Linked DNA regions of Sus scrofa: region 2 is linked to region 1. A link is a contact called in public HiChIP or PLAC-seq data. All regions are on one chromosome and are shown on one strand. The core of a region is the stretch at or near the end of the contact, and the rest is flanking DNA. Distances in the headings are between cores, read along the strand shown. Region 1 holds the start of COL16A1 (collagen alpha-1(XVI) chain). Region 2 holds the start of KHDRBS1 (KH domain containing, RNA binding, signal transduction associated 1).

Region 1 (6,498 bases), core at 1,622-4,121:
GAGGCAGGTTCTGATGGCAGTGGGCCCTGTGGGCCATGATAGAGGTTAGGATTCTATTTTGAGGGCTGCTGGCGAATCACTGGAGCAGACTTGGGTTTTAGAAAGATTTCTGTAGCTACCAAGGCAAGATGAATTCAACGAATATATTTTGAGCACTTTCTATGTGCTGCGCCCCACTCTGGGTCCTGAGGATTCCACTCCAAATGAGGCACAGCCAGTCTCAGCCCTGCCAGGACACAACAGGCAGATGGGGCAGGTGGAACTCTTGGCACATGAACTCAAGAAATACCCTATTTCTGGGGAGTTACCGTTGTGGCTCAGCAGTAATGAACCCGACTGGTATCCATGAGGATGCGGGTTTGATCCCTGGCCTTGCCGAGTGGGTTAAGGATCTGGTGTTTCCGTGAGCTGCAGACTTGGCTTGGATCTGGCCTTGCTGTGGCTGTGGTGTAGGCCAGTGGCTACAGGTCCAATTTGACCCCTAGCCTGAGAACTTCCATATGCTGCAGGTGCAGTCCTAAAAAGCCAAAAAAAAAAAAAAAAAAAAAAAAAAAAAGAGAGAGAGAGAGAAAGAAAAGAAACACCCTATTTCTGAATTCTTATTGAATCAGCTCCAATCTGACTTTTGCCCTCAGCCCTTTCCTACAAGTTGGCATAAAATTCAATCGCAAACATCCCTGGGGCCCCCAGCCACTTTCTCCATAGGCTTGTGCAAGGTCCTATAGTCCCACCTGGGTCTAAGCATGAAGTCCTGATTCTGGGTACACTGGTTTCACAGAGATATATGTCCACTGTACTAGCCATGTGGTCCCTCGAGGTTCAGCAACTCAGCCATTCCTCTGCCATCTGGAGGCACTGAGGCTAGTACCCCAGGGCTTGGGCTTCAGCCTCCCCAGATGCTCTACCCACCCTGCCCGCCACCCCAGCTCCTATTACCTGTCAGGAGAGGGGCTGCCGAATGCAGATCCACACCATTCACACCACCCCCACGTCTGGCCCCTCTGCAGCTGGCTGCGCCCTCTCCTTCCTCTACCCACATCTGCTGCCCACTTCTCTCCATCCCTTGGGGAACACAGTCAATTCCAGAAGGCTAGCTTTTTCAAAAGTCAGGATGAGCCATCAGACATCAAGCAGCTTTTGTGTTCAGCCCTGCACAAGTTCCCTGAGGCTAGAAAAATCAAATGGCTAGGATACCAGCTTGGAACTGGGAGGGGTACAAAATAATTAACATATCAATAGATAATTCTGCCACAAAAGTGGGTAAGTGATGAGAGACCTGGGCACTGGGTCCTGCGGGAGCTCAGAGAAGGGGTTCCTGACTCCTGCCCAAGAAGGAGAGCAGCCAGATGGAGTCCTGAAGACAGCAAGGAAAAGGGAATGGCCGGTATGAAGGCTAGAGCCAACGGGTGTTTGAGGGACTGAACATTGCCCTGTGAGAATAGCTAGGACTGAGGAGGTGGGGCTGGGTGATAAAGAGCCTCCTGAGTCCCAAGCCAAGGTTTAGAGTTCATTTTGACCAGGGGAAGCCACTGGAAGCTTTTTTTTTTTTTTTTTTTTTTTTTTTTTTTTTGTCTTTTTTAGGGCCACGCCCGAGACATATGAAAGTTCCCAGGCTAGGGGTGTTACCAGAGCTGTAGCTGCCGGCCTACGTCACAGCCACAGGAACGCCGGATCCTTAACCCATTGAGCGAGGCCAGGGATAGGACTTGCATCCTCATGGACACTAGTTGGGTTCATGACCGCTGAGCCATGATTGGGAACTCCCGCCACTGAAAGCTTTGAGTCAGGAAGTGACACAAGCAGATCTCTGGTTTAGAAACACTTGGTTTGCTAGTAGTAGAAAAGTGGATAGAGAGAGGGTAAAATTGAAGGCAGGGAAAGCAGTTGGCAGGAGTTGCAGAAATCCAGGCAAAGGAGAGAGGCTTCCTGGACCCTTGGCAGTGGTGGTGATGGGCAGAAGCTAATATCCATAGATAATGAGGAAGAAGAGACGGGACTTGGGGGGAAGATCTTCAAATGACTATGGGAGGGGGCGAATCCCTGAAATGGAGCAGAGCAGGATGGTTGTGTGAGGGTGCCAGGAAGGAAGAACATCCAGGGAGAGGAAGGAAGAATTAGGGGTACAATGGACGCCACCCCCCACCCCATCTCTGCATCCCGCGATTCCCAAACTTCCCACTAGATGGAGGACTGGTGCTGGGAGACCAGTCCGCCTCCCATCCTCTGCCCCTCAACCCCCGGTGGGATGGGCCTCCACTTGCGCCTCTCCAAACCCCGCATCGCTGAAGTCGCCAGAAGGGCGCATGTATTGGGGGCCAGCAGTTGCCCCCACTCCCCAGGAATGTGCCCTCAGTCTCTAGGGCACCCAGCAGTAGGGGCAACAGGCCAAAGACCTCTGCCCCAAGTGCCCCCGTGCCCGGCTTTGTGCCCGCGTATACAGGGGTGCTTGCATACTCGGGGCTGCCTCCACCGCTTCAGCCTCCAAGACAGCCTGGCTTCCACAGACAGATACGTCCTCAGCTTTAGAGGCCTCCCCGTCAATGGCGCCATTGTTACTCCCTGACGCTCTCTTCCCCGACCCCGCGCTGGAGGAGGAGGCTCCCGTTCCCCTCGCTTCTGTCCCGGCCGCCAGAAGAGGGGGCCAGCACCAGTCCCAGGCTGTTAGAGGCCAGGGATCCAGGCCTCTCTGGACCCTGGGGCCAGGATACAAGGTTGGCTCTGGGCGGAGCCAGATAGGAGGCGGGGCCTAGGGTGGAGTCAGGGAAAGGCCCCCGGGTGGTGGGTGTGGCCCAAGGCGAGCTAGGGGCGTGGCCGATGGGGGTGGGGTGGGGATTTCCCGAACCCGGTCGCATCCTCCCCTCACCCTCCGCACAGCCCTCCAGCCGCTCCACCCTCCGCCCCAGCCGCTGCGGTCGCCCGGGAGCCCCGCCCGCTCTGGCCCTCAGTCCAATAGCCAGACAGACCGACCGTCGGAAGGCTCCAGGCCCCACTTAACAAAGGTCTTTTCTCGGGAGGCCGCGCCCAGCTCCCTGGAACTGCCAGGCTTTGAGGAGCGGGAGGAGGAAGGCGGGCGTGGGGGATGGGGAGGGAATGCATTTATTGGGCCTGCACCTCCACCCCACCCCCCCGCCCCCCGCGATCCCAAGGGTGTCCGTTCTTTTCTGGATAGACAGCTGGAGGTTCTGGGGCTCAAGCCCCGAACAGGAGGAGCGGGTCAGACGCCTGCACCGCCACGAGGCCGGCGTTTCTTCCCCTCTGCGCTCAGGCCTGGAGCAGTCTCTAAAAATAGACCGAGGCGCGGGAACCTGCCTATCCCGGAGGGGGTCTGGGAGGCCTGAGTCACCCTGGCGGGAGGGCCTCCCCCGCTACCCCCCATCTCGGGAGCCGAGGACGCCTTGACGCCCGGCCGGGCATCGCTCCGATCCTGTTGGCGGGACTCTGCGCTCTTGGCGGTGCCTTGTCCCCCCTCCCAGGCCCGGGGAGCAGTCCAGGCGATGGCGGCCCAGGCCGGGTGAGCGGTAGCCGTCACAGCCGGGAAGGATTAGGAGGTTCTGGTCCTGATTTATTTCGTTGTTTTTGTGCGTCTGGCGGCAGCCCCCCCCCAATCCCCCGCCCGCGGGCGGGACGGTCACTGCTACACCTGCCCTTCTTCTCCCACCCAGGCCCATGGAGATGTTCTAGGCTTCTGGGTGGGGACCTGGGCTCAGAGCAGGAAAACTCCCTAATTTAGATCTTAGAGGTTTCGGAGTTAGCACCCCCAACAGAAAACAGTTCCAGAGAGAGGAAGAGGCCTATTATGACACAGCAGATTGCGCTGTAACAACCCTGGATTCAAATCACAGCTCTGATTCTTAGCAAGCCACTTCTTAGGGTCTGTTTCCTTACTGTGAAGTGCTCAAGTTGAGGAAGACAACTGTTCACCTGTAAAATGGGAGTAATGATAGGATTGTCCTGATGAATAAAATTCTTTTTTGATTTTTCTCTTTTCTTTGGCTGCTACCCATGGCATGTGGAAGTTCTCAGACTAGGGATCGACCTACACCACAGCTGGGGCAACCACTGTGTCAGGCCAGGGATCAAACCAGGACCCAGCCACTGCAGTTGGACTCTTAACCTACTGCACCACAGCAGGAATTCCTAAAATTCTTTTTTATTTTTATTTCATTTCATTTTTGGGGGGTCTTTTTGTCTTTTTAGGGCTGCATCCATGGCATATGGAGGTTCCCAGGCTAGGGGTCTAATCAGAGCTGTTGCTGCCAGCCTACGCCAGAGCCACAGCAATGCCAGATCCGAGCCATATCTGTGAACTACACCACAGCTCACGGCAATGCCAGATCCTTAACCCACTGAGCGAGGCCAGGGATTGAACCCACAACCTCATGGTTCCTAGTCGGATTCGTTTCTGCTGCACCAAGACAGGAACTCCATTAAAATTTTTTTTAAAAAGAAGCAATGGAGTTCTCATTGTGGTTCAGTGGGTTAAGAACATGACATAGCATCTGTGAGGATGTGAGTTCAGTCCCTGGCCTTGCTCAGTGGGTTAAGGATTGGGTGTTACCGCAAGCTGCAGCATGGGTCCCAGATGCGACTCAGATTTGGTGTTGCTATGGCTGTGGCATAGGCCTGCAGCTGCAGCTCCTATTCGACCCCTAGCCTGGGAACTTCCACATGCTGCAGGTGCGGCAGTAAAAAGAAAACATTTAAAAAATAAAAATAAAAAACAGCAGTGACATGTTGGGTGTTAAATATGGGTTCAGTCCTGCTCAGCAAGTTAGTTATCATCTCTGGCACCTATTTTTCTCCTTTTCTGGATGTACCGAGGAGGATTAATGGGTGTGGTGTGCTTAGCTCTCTGCCTGGAAGGGCTCAGCTAAGCTGGTTGGGGCCTGGTCACAGGGGCGCTTGGGTGAATGTAGAACACCTGGGCCAAAGTGGGGGAAATGGGGGGCATCCTGGCTTGGCATGGGTCTGTCTCACCTGTTCCCCTTTCTGAGGAGGGGGCATGTTTGGGTCATTACGGGTTTAAGAGCCTCTGCCCTGGGGAATGGAAGGGGCTCAAGAGTCCTTACGATCAGCTTTTTTAGTGTCAGCAAAGGGCAGGGGTCCTCCTAAAGCCAAGCAGTGCATTAAAGCTGATGCTGACCCTGACCCCGAGCCTGAAACCAGGTCCCCCAGTCCCAGGCTCTTTCTTCCCACCTTCCAACCACCTCTTCTCATTCTTCCAAACACCAGTGTCAAGTCTTTTCTGAATGATCCAGTTGCTTTTATTTCTTTACATATTATTTGTTATTTATGCCACTTCATGGGGAAAAACATGTCTGATATCTGTTGGAAATATCATTGACCTTTCAAAGCTACAGGAAATCAGCTATATTGTAAATAGGAAGGAGGTGGAGGACTGTCAGAGATGAACATGGGTGTGAGGTGCTGGGCAAGAGTCCCTGGTGAGGAGTTCCCTTTGTGGCTTGGCAGGTTAAGAACTGACTGGTATACATAAGAATGCATGTTCAATCCCTGGCCTTGCTCAGTGGGTTAAGGATCTGGCGTTGCCAAAAGCTGCAGTGTAGGTTGAAGATGCGATTCCAATCTGGTGTTGCTGTGGCTGTGGCGTAGGCTGGCAGCTGCAGCTCCAATTCAGCCCCTAGTCTAGGAACTTCCATATGCTGTGGGTGCGGCTGCGAAAAAAGAAAAAAAATGAAAAGAGTCCCTGGTGAATTAGTAGCCCTCCCCCAAAATAATAATGTTAATAATGGACGTTTTTGAGCGTTTACTATGGGCTTGGCTTAGTTTCATGCATTATCTCATTTAATCCTCCCGACAGTTCCATGTGGTTAGGTGTTATCATTATTACCCCATTTGGAATGGAAACTAAGGGCTCAGAGAGGTAAAAGAATTTGCCTGAGAGAACAAAGCCAGGAAACAGCAGAGCCAGCATCAAACCGTCTCTGAGCTTAGATTTTGTCCTCTGCCTTGATGAACAAGTTGGCTTTTCACCCTGAATTTTCCCTTGCCTTACCCACTCCCTCAGCCTTCCTTCCTAGCTAGGTCGTCAGGCCTCTGCAGCCCAGCCCTGGGCACTATTGGGAGGAGGTGGGGCTGGGCAGCAGCCAAAGTTTCTCTCCACCCAGAGATTCCAGGATTCAAAGAATTTATGAGACCAACTGTCTGAGGCTCTTGCATGCAAAGACAGAATCTGGGAGTCCCTGGGTGCTCCTCTCCTCACCATGTCTCACCCAGGAGACTCCTTAGCTTGCCTTCCACAGAAGGCATTTTGTCCTTGGAAGGAGCTGTGCCCCTCTTCCATTCCCGCAACAAGCATTTATAAAGTGCCTCGTCTCTTGTCATAGGCTCTAGGGATGAAAGGGTAGCAAAAGCAGCTCTTTCTATGGCTTACAGTCTAGCAGGGCACAAAGTCGCTAAAACAAATCAAAGGTTGATAATTGGGAGTTCTCAGTGGTAACGAACCTGACTAGTATCCATGAAGATGTGGGTTTGATC
Region 2 (6,498 bases), core at 2,727-5,226, 290 kb before region 1:
AATTGTGTTCATATTTTTCCATTATGAAATGAATATGAATATTTATTCATCAAATATTTAGTTAAGAGGCCACTCTCTGCAGCACACTTCAATGAACAGCCATGAACAAAGCAGACAAAAGATCCCTGCCCTAGCGGAGCTGACACTCTAGCCATAAAGTCGGGGCAGCCAATAAACACATAACTACAACAGATGGTACATTAGATGCTGATTAAGTGCAAAACAAAGTAAAGCTGGGAAAGGCACAGGGAGGGATGTGTGGCTGGTAAAGGGAGAGTGGGCTGGGTCTTGTAGCACCTCTTGAGAAATGGCAGAGGTGCCTGGAAGAGTCAGAATCCCAAATGCTAGGCTCTGCTCTCTGGGTATTCTCCTTCTTTTGCGTCTTGGCTTGGTCATCTCCACTGACCTGTTGGCTAGCAATATGATGTCCTCAAACAAATTTTCTTCTAATACTTTGTACAATATTTTAGCACAAATTTTTTTTTTTTTTTGGCTTTTTTGCCATTTCTTGGGCCACTCCCATGGCATATGGAGGTTCCTAGGCTAGGCGTCCAATCGGAGCTGAAGCCGCCAGCCTACGCCAGAGCCACAGCAATGTGGGATCCGAGCCATGTCTGCGACCTACACCACAGCTCATGGCAATGCCGGATCGTTAACCCACTGAGCAAGGCCAGGGATCAAACCCGAAACCTCATGGTTCCTAGTCAGATTCATCAACCACTGTGCCACCACGGGAACTCCATTAGCACAAAATATTTTTTAAATTATAATTTGTTGCAGGTACTACAGTAGGGGGTGAAAGGTGGAGAGCAAAGAGGGTAAGGTGTGAGGATCCAAACTCAAGACCAACTTTAATCCTAGTTATGTGCTTACCAACTTTGTTACCTTAGGCAAATTACTTAATCTGTGTGCCATAGTTTCCTCATACATAAAAGTAAAGATAATAACAGTAACTTCCTCAGAGTAGTATCATGAAGACTAAATATTTGATGTAAAGTTTTCAGACCAGTGTCTTGCATCCAGTCAGTGATATTTTTCTTACACATATCCTTCGACAGAGCTTAAATACTACTATTCTGTATCTGCAGTCTCACTTCCTCACAATTGGTTGACTTTACTACACTTCCTTTTCCAGATCACTCATAAACATTAAAAGCTGAGTCCAACATATATTAAGACTTATCCGTGATAAGAAGTATCCATACATCCCAAGTCAGTTCTCTCAATGAGCCAGCATTACCGCAATTCCATTTCTCCGATTAAAATCCAATTTGGTCAAAGGAAAAAAACATCAGAAAAGCCCAAGTTACGAGTTCCCATGGTGGCTCAGTGGTAATGAACCCAACTAGTATCCATGAGAATGCACAGTAGATTCCAGGCCCCACTCAGTGAGTTAAGGATCCAGCATTGCTGCGAGCTGTGGGGAAGGTTGCAAACTTGACCTGAATCTGGCATTGCTGTGGCTTAGACTGGCAGCTGCAGCACCGACTGGACCCCTATCCTGGGAACGTCCATATCCCACAGGTAGGACCCTTAAAAAAAAACAAAAAGCAAAACTAAGTTAAAAAAGAAAGGAAGAAAGAGCACTCCCTGAGAAGTTAAGCAGTGAGAGAAGGATGAAAATTGTAACTTTAAGGCTCAATAATTTTTGATGGCTATCCTAGAAACCATCTTTTACTTAAAATGAGCACTATACTGGACAACTGATGTGCTCAGAAGAGCAAAAAAAATTTTTTTTGCATTTTCATATCTTACTCTACAGATTTACAACTAGAAGAAAACTTGTGACCAGTTATCACTTAATGATTACAGGTCAAAGGGAATGGTGCTAGTGCTTTTAACCAACACTTAATCCCCACAACTCACTATCCTACTTTACTGATAAGGTACCGAGGATCAGAAAGCTCCCAAGAGAAATTAGTCAAGAGTTAGAATTTCAAACCCAAGTCAGCACCTTAAAGCTTTAAAGTTTGTTATTTTATTCTCACACATTTAATCTGGATTGACCAAAAATTAAAGAAATAAAAATAAGACCCATTCAAACCTTCACCATTTAGTCTTTCCCGAATCTGCATGTACTTGCTTTCATATTCAAATACCTAATGTTTGCTATACGCAAGACAATATGAAAACTATACAGATTAAAAAGTATTCCCTGCCCTCAAAGAGTTTGCCAGGAGAAGATGATAAACAATAACGTTTAAACAATCTGACTGTATTACAGAACAGCAAAGCAGAGTTGAAAATGCAAGCAGTTTATCTAAATGTCCTTATTCTTGACCGCCTCGAGCTTTGCTTACTGTGTTTAAAGACTTCTTACCAATGGTGAGAAATAGAGAACAAAGGGAGATATGATATTTTCATAACGGATCTGTCCATTATATGAACCTTGCCAAAGAGTCCAACTGATTCAGTGTTGAAGGCTGTGAATTTTTATTTGCTTAATAAAATTTAGATATAAAATATATTTATTAAAAACGTTTTAACTAGAGAGGGCAAAACAGACGGCTTTAGGGAGAAATGAGAGCGACTAAGTGACGGCCACTGCTGAGCAGGAAAGGAACTAGCCTACAGACAGAGAACAAAGACTACTATTCCTAATCTATTTCACTACTGAAGCAAAAAGGAGCGGGGGAGAGGGCGGAGGGAGACCAAACCTTTCAGGTACAAGCATCATGCAACTTCTCTCAATTTTTTCCTCATCTTATTGGGAATGCCATGCAAACCATCCTTTACCTCCCTCTATCATCCCCTTTCACTGTCACTGGCGTTATTATTTTTTTCCCCCTCTTGAGTGACAAACACACGTTGTAAAAGAATGGGGTCCAATCTTCCGACTGCAGCAGTGACCACCTTATCGGCCCAAGTTGGAAATTTGATTCCTAAAATCTTAAGCTTCGATTCCCACAGGTTGCTCCTGCCTCCGAGCAACTCAAGCTCCAGTTACCACTAAGTCCGATCCGGCCCCAGCGGCCGCGGCCGCGGCGCGCTGAATAGGGCACCCTAGCCTCACCCCATCTCACCTCGGCCCTCCCTCCCACGGTTCCTCCCGGCTCAGGCTGTCTTCACCTCCTACACCCTCAGTCAGGCGCCGACCGCCACCAGCGATCAAATAAGCTTTCCCTTTGGGGGAAGGGAGAGAAGGTGGTTCATTTCTGGAAGAATCCGAACACTCGGAGCGCGGGGCAGCTGCAAGAGGTGGGAGGGGAAGGGTCGGCAAGGGGGCGGGAGCGCGGCACAAAATCCATCAAGATCTTAGCGCTAAGAGATCGCCAAGTCCCCTTCGGGCCTCCACTGCAGCCTAGAAATTCTCCCTCGCACTCTGGGTCGGGATGGGAAAGTGGAATCCAGACTCCCGAAGATGATAACGAGAGAAGGGGAGTCCATGACTTCCCCGGTCCCCAGGGGGCGGGAAACGAGAGAAACAAAGCCACTGCCACCCTTGCCCCCGCGTAGCCGGGCGACCCAAAGGGACCACGGAGGCCCGCTTACCTGCTGTCAGCAACTGCATGGCGTGAGTGAAGGACGGGTCGAGCGAGTCCTTCTCGGCCATGAGTTCGGGTAGGTACTTGTTCTCCGGCTCCATCTTGACGGAGGCAGTGGCTGAGGGGGGCAGCAGCGGGGTCGGCGCTGGACCGCCCACTGTCGCGTCGGGACCGGTGGCCGAGGGCGGCAGCAGCGGTGGCGGCTGCGTGGCGGGCGAGGCCCGGGCACCCCCCCGGGATCCCCCTCCGCCTCCCCGGGATCGGTGAGGCAGCGGAGGCTGCCGAGACGGCGCCTGACGCACTGAGGGGTGGGCACCTGAGGGGTCCATGGAGCCGCTGCGGCCCGAGGACCGGCTCATGCGCGCGGCGGGATCGTCTCGGCGCTGCATTGGAGAGGATGTCCGATCAAATGATCGAGGAAGCGACGCGGCAGAGGCCCCAGCGGCGGTTGGCGGGGGTAGGAGAGCGGGAGCTACGGCGACCGAAGCCGACCCAAGCGACCCAGCGAAAGAGAGCACCGGAAATGAGGCGGCGCGCAGGCGCACCAGGAACCGGCACCGCCCTTGGGTCTCTCCGCGGAGAACAAAGTCCCGGTCGGGCCACGGCGCCTGCGCACCGCCGCGGAGTCCGAAGAAGTCGCCTTCCAACTCCCGTGTTCCCTGTGAGCCCGCCAGGCCGGAGCCGCGTGCGCGTGCGCGGGTGGCCGCGGGCTTCGTTCGTTTTCTTTTTCCACGTGACTCGGCGCTAGCGGGACACGTGTCTCCTCCCCCTTCTGGCCGGGTGCGCGGAGGGGGCGGGGGCTGTGGAATGTCTTTGTCTGCGCGCGGGCCCGCGGCCTGTGGGGCGGGAGACCTGTTACTCCAGGGCCACGCCCCCTCCAACGGCCGAACTGCTAGGGGTGCCTCTGTTCAGTGGAGTGGAGTGGGGTGGGGAAGGGGGGAGGTCACTGAATAAAAGAGACCCGCGTGGGGGCCGTGGGAGGGGAAGGAGAGAGCACTGGCGTCGTCTGCCCAGAAAGAAAGGAGGGAGAGAGACTGCCTGAACGGGGAGAGGGAAAGGAGCCAGGGAGATGAGGAAGGGACGACCAGGGAGAGTCTGACGCAGGATTGAGGGGTGGAAATAGGAAAGGGAAGTTTGGAAGGGGGCAGTGAGGAAGGACCGGTCAGTGGGACGACTGGAGGCTATTGGAAGACTTGAACTAAGAGGGAGGGCTCGGATTGGACCTGATATCTAGCCAGGAAACGGGGCCCCAGACCAGAGCAGGGAAGCCAAGTAGTACCCCATGGTTTTCAACGTAGTGGGGTTTTTTTTGTTTGTTTTGTTTTTGTTTTTGATTTTTAGGGCACACCTGCGGCATATGGAGGTTCCCAGGCTATGGGTCGAATCGGAGCTGTAGCTGCTGGCCTTTGCCACAGGCATAGCACACAGAATCCGAGCCGAGTCTGTGACCTACACCACAGCTCAAGGCAACACCAGATTGTTAACCCACTGAGCAAGACCAGGGATCCAACCTGTGTCCTAGTGGATGCTAGTCAATTCGTTAACCACTGAGCCAGGGGGAGAACTCCTAAAGTAGGTTCTTGAACGTTAGCTGTTGGTCAGAGAAGTCATCTTAAAAGAGGAAGCATTTTAGCTCTTTACATATAGTACTGCTTTCCATAGATGTGTTTTGTCCGCAAAAAAAGTGGGATAGAGGCCAGCACCTTAATCTGTGATGGTTGCATCTTTAGGGTGATTCCTTCTACTGATGTGAGCGCTAATCCCCCTGCCCTTCCCGATGAATCATTCCACGCTTGCTCAAAAAGACCACTGCTCTCAAGGCCAAGATATTGCAGCAGTCTCCTCATCCTGGGGTGCTATATGCAGATGAAGGCTAGGTCTCTATTCGCCCATAAACTCTAAAACACCTGGTACCATCTCTAACTCTTTTCTTCCCTCCGCAGATTTTTTGCTTCCCCCATTCAAAGCACTCCCATCCCTTTTCCTCCTGGATCAGTTCCCTAATAAACCCACGCTTTTCAAAAGCATTTCTGGAAATCGTCCTCTGGGTGCCTGGAAACTGCTAATTTTTAGACCTGAAACTTAGAAACCTTCAGCTAGGGAACATTAAGCCCTGACTACCTTCTTGGGGATGGGGAGAGAAATCACCGGCAGAAATGAGAACAAAACACAGTCCTATCCATAAATTATCCCATATGTGTATTTATCTCCAGTGTCTAGGGTAGTACTTTACTTTGAGGACACATAAGTAGTTTACAGTCATGTACAAGAAAACAATGTTTTTGAATAATTGTAGTGAAGAGAGTAATGTGACAAATGCCCAAAGATAAATGAATATTAGGTGGGATTGGACTTCAAAGTGGAATATAGATTTTGGCCAGGGGAGAATGAGTTCTAGGCAAAAGGAAATGTGAATAAATGAACAGAGATGAAAATGTCACAGATGCATTTAAGGAATGGGAGAAATCCAGTTGCAGACTGTGAAGAGATAGGTGGAATGAGAGAGCAAATGCATGGAGGAGGGGAAAGGGGGTGACAAGGATTTATAGCTCCCTTGCAACTCATTTCTGCTGCTGTCCTTGAAACTCCTGGTTGGGTGGTGGTGTTGCAAACGGCTGAAGTGCCCTTGCTCTGTAATGAGATACCCAAATGGAGGTACCTTGAGCTGAGGCTAATAAAACTTTGATAAAGAAGTGTCTGAGAGGGCACTGGGTAGTGGTATCTATGGGTTTCTAGACTAGAATCAACATTCTTTCTGGGAGGCTGCCAAGTCTTTACTTGCTTTGTCTGAAGGTGGGGTCGAGGGGGAAGTTTGAGCTCTTCTTCCTAGTGAGACACACAAAAGGTAATCTCTGAGGCAATGGGTTGTGAGGCTGCAGTGTATTTACCAAGTAGGTGAAGCAACACCTACTTCAGGGGGGCTTCCCTGGAGTCTGGGCAGAGTAATTCCTGTCCTGAAAGCCTAGAGGTCTGGATTTGATTTTTTTTTTTTTTTTTTTTTTGTCTTTGCGGG

What was found. HiChIP or PLAC-seq counts read pairs in DNA pulled down with a chosen protein or histone mark.
Region 2: a contact with region 1 is called in an H3K27ac HiChIP or PLAC-seq map of alveolar macrophages. The contact joins the promoter of KHDRBS1 here to the promoter of COL16A1 in region 1. A contact is called at or near these places in 1 of 5 promoter capture datasets (fetal liver), 1 of 47 Hi-C or Micro-C datasets (skeletal muscle) and 1 of 2 datasets of contacts at active chromatin or transcription factors (alveolar macrophages).

What each region holds. Positions count from the first base shown.
Region 1 is chr6:88,240,090-88,246,587 of Sscrofa11.1, reverse strand. It overlaps COL16A1 (collagen alpha-1(XVI) chain), which reads left to right and starts at 2,871. Exons shown (of 73, transcript XM_021095778.1): 1 at 2,871-2,999.
Region 2 is chr6:88,527,885-88,534,382 of Sscrofa11.1, reverse strand. KHDRBS1 (KH domain containing, RNA binding, signal transduction associated 1) reads right to left here and starts at 3,976. Exons shown (of 9, transcript NM_001243596.1): 1 at 3,493-3,976. The coding sequence starts at 3,874.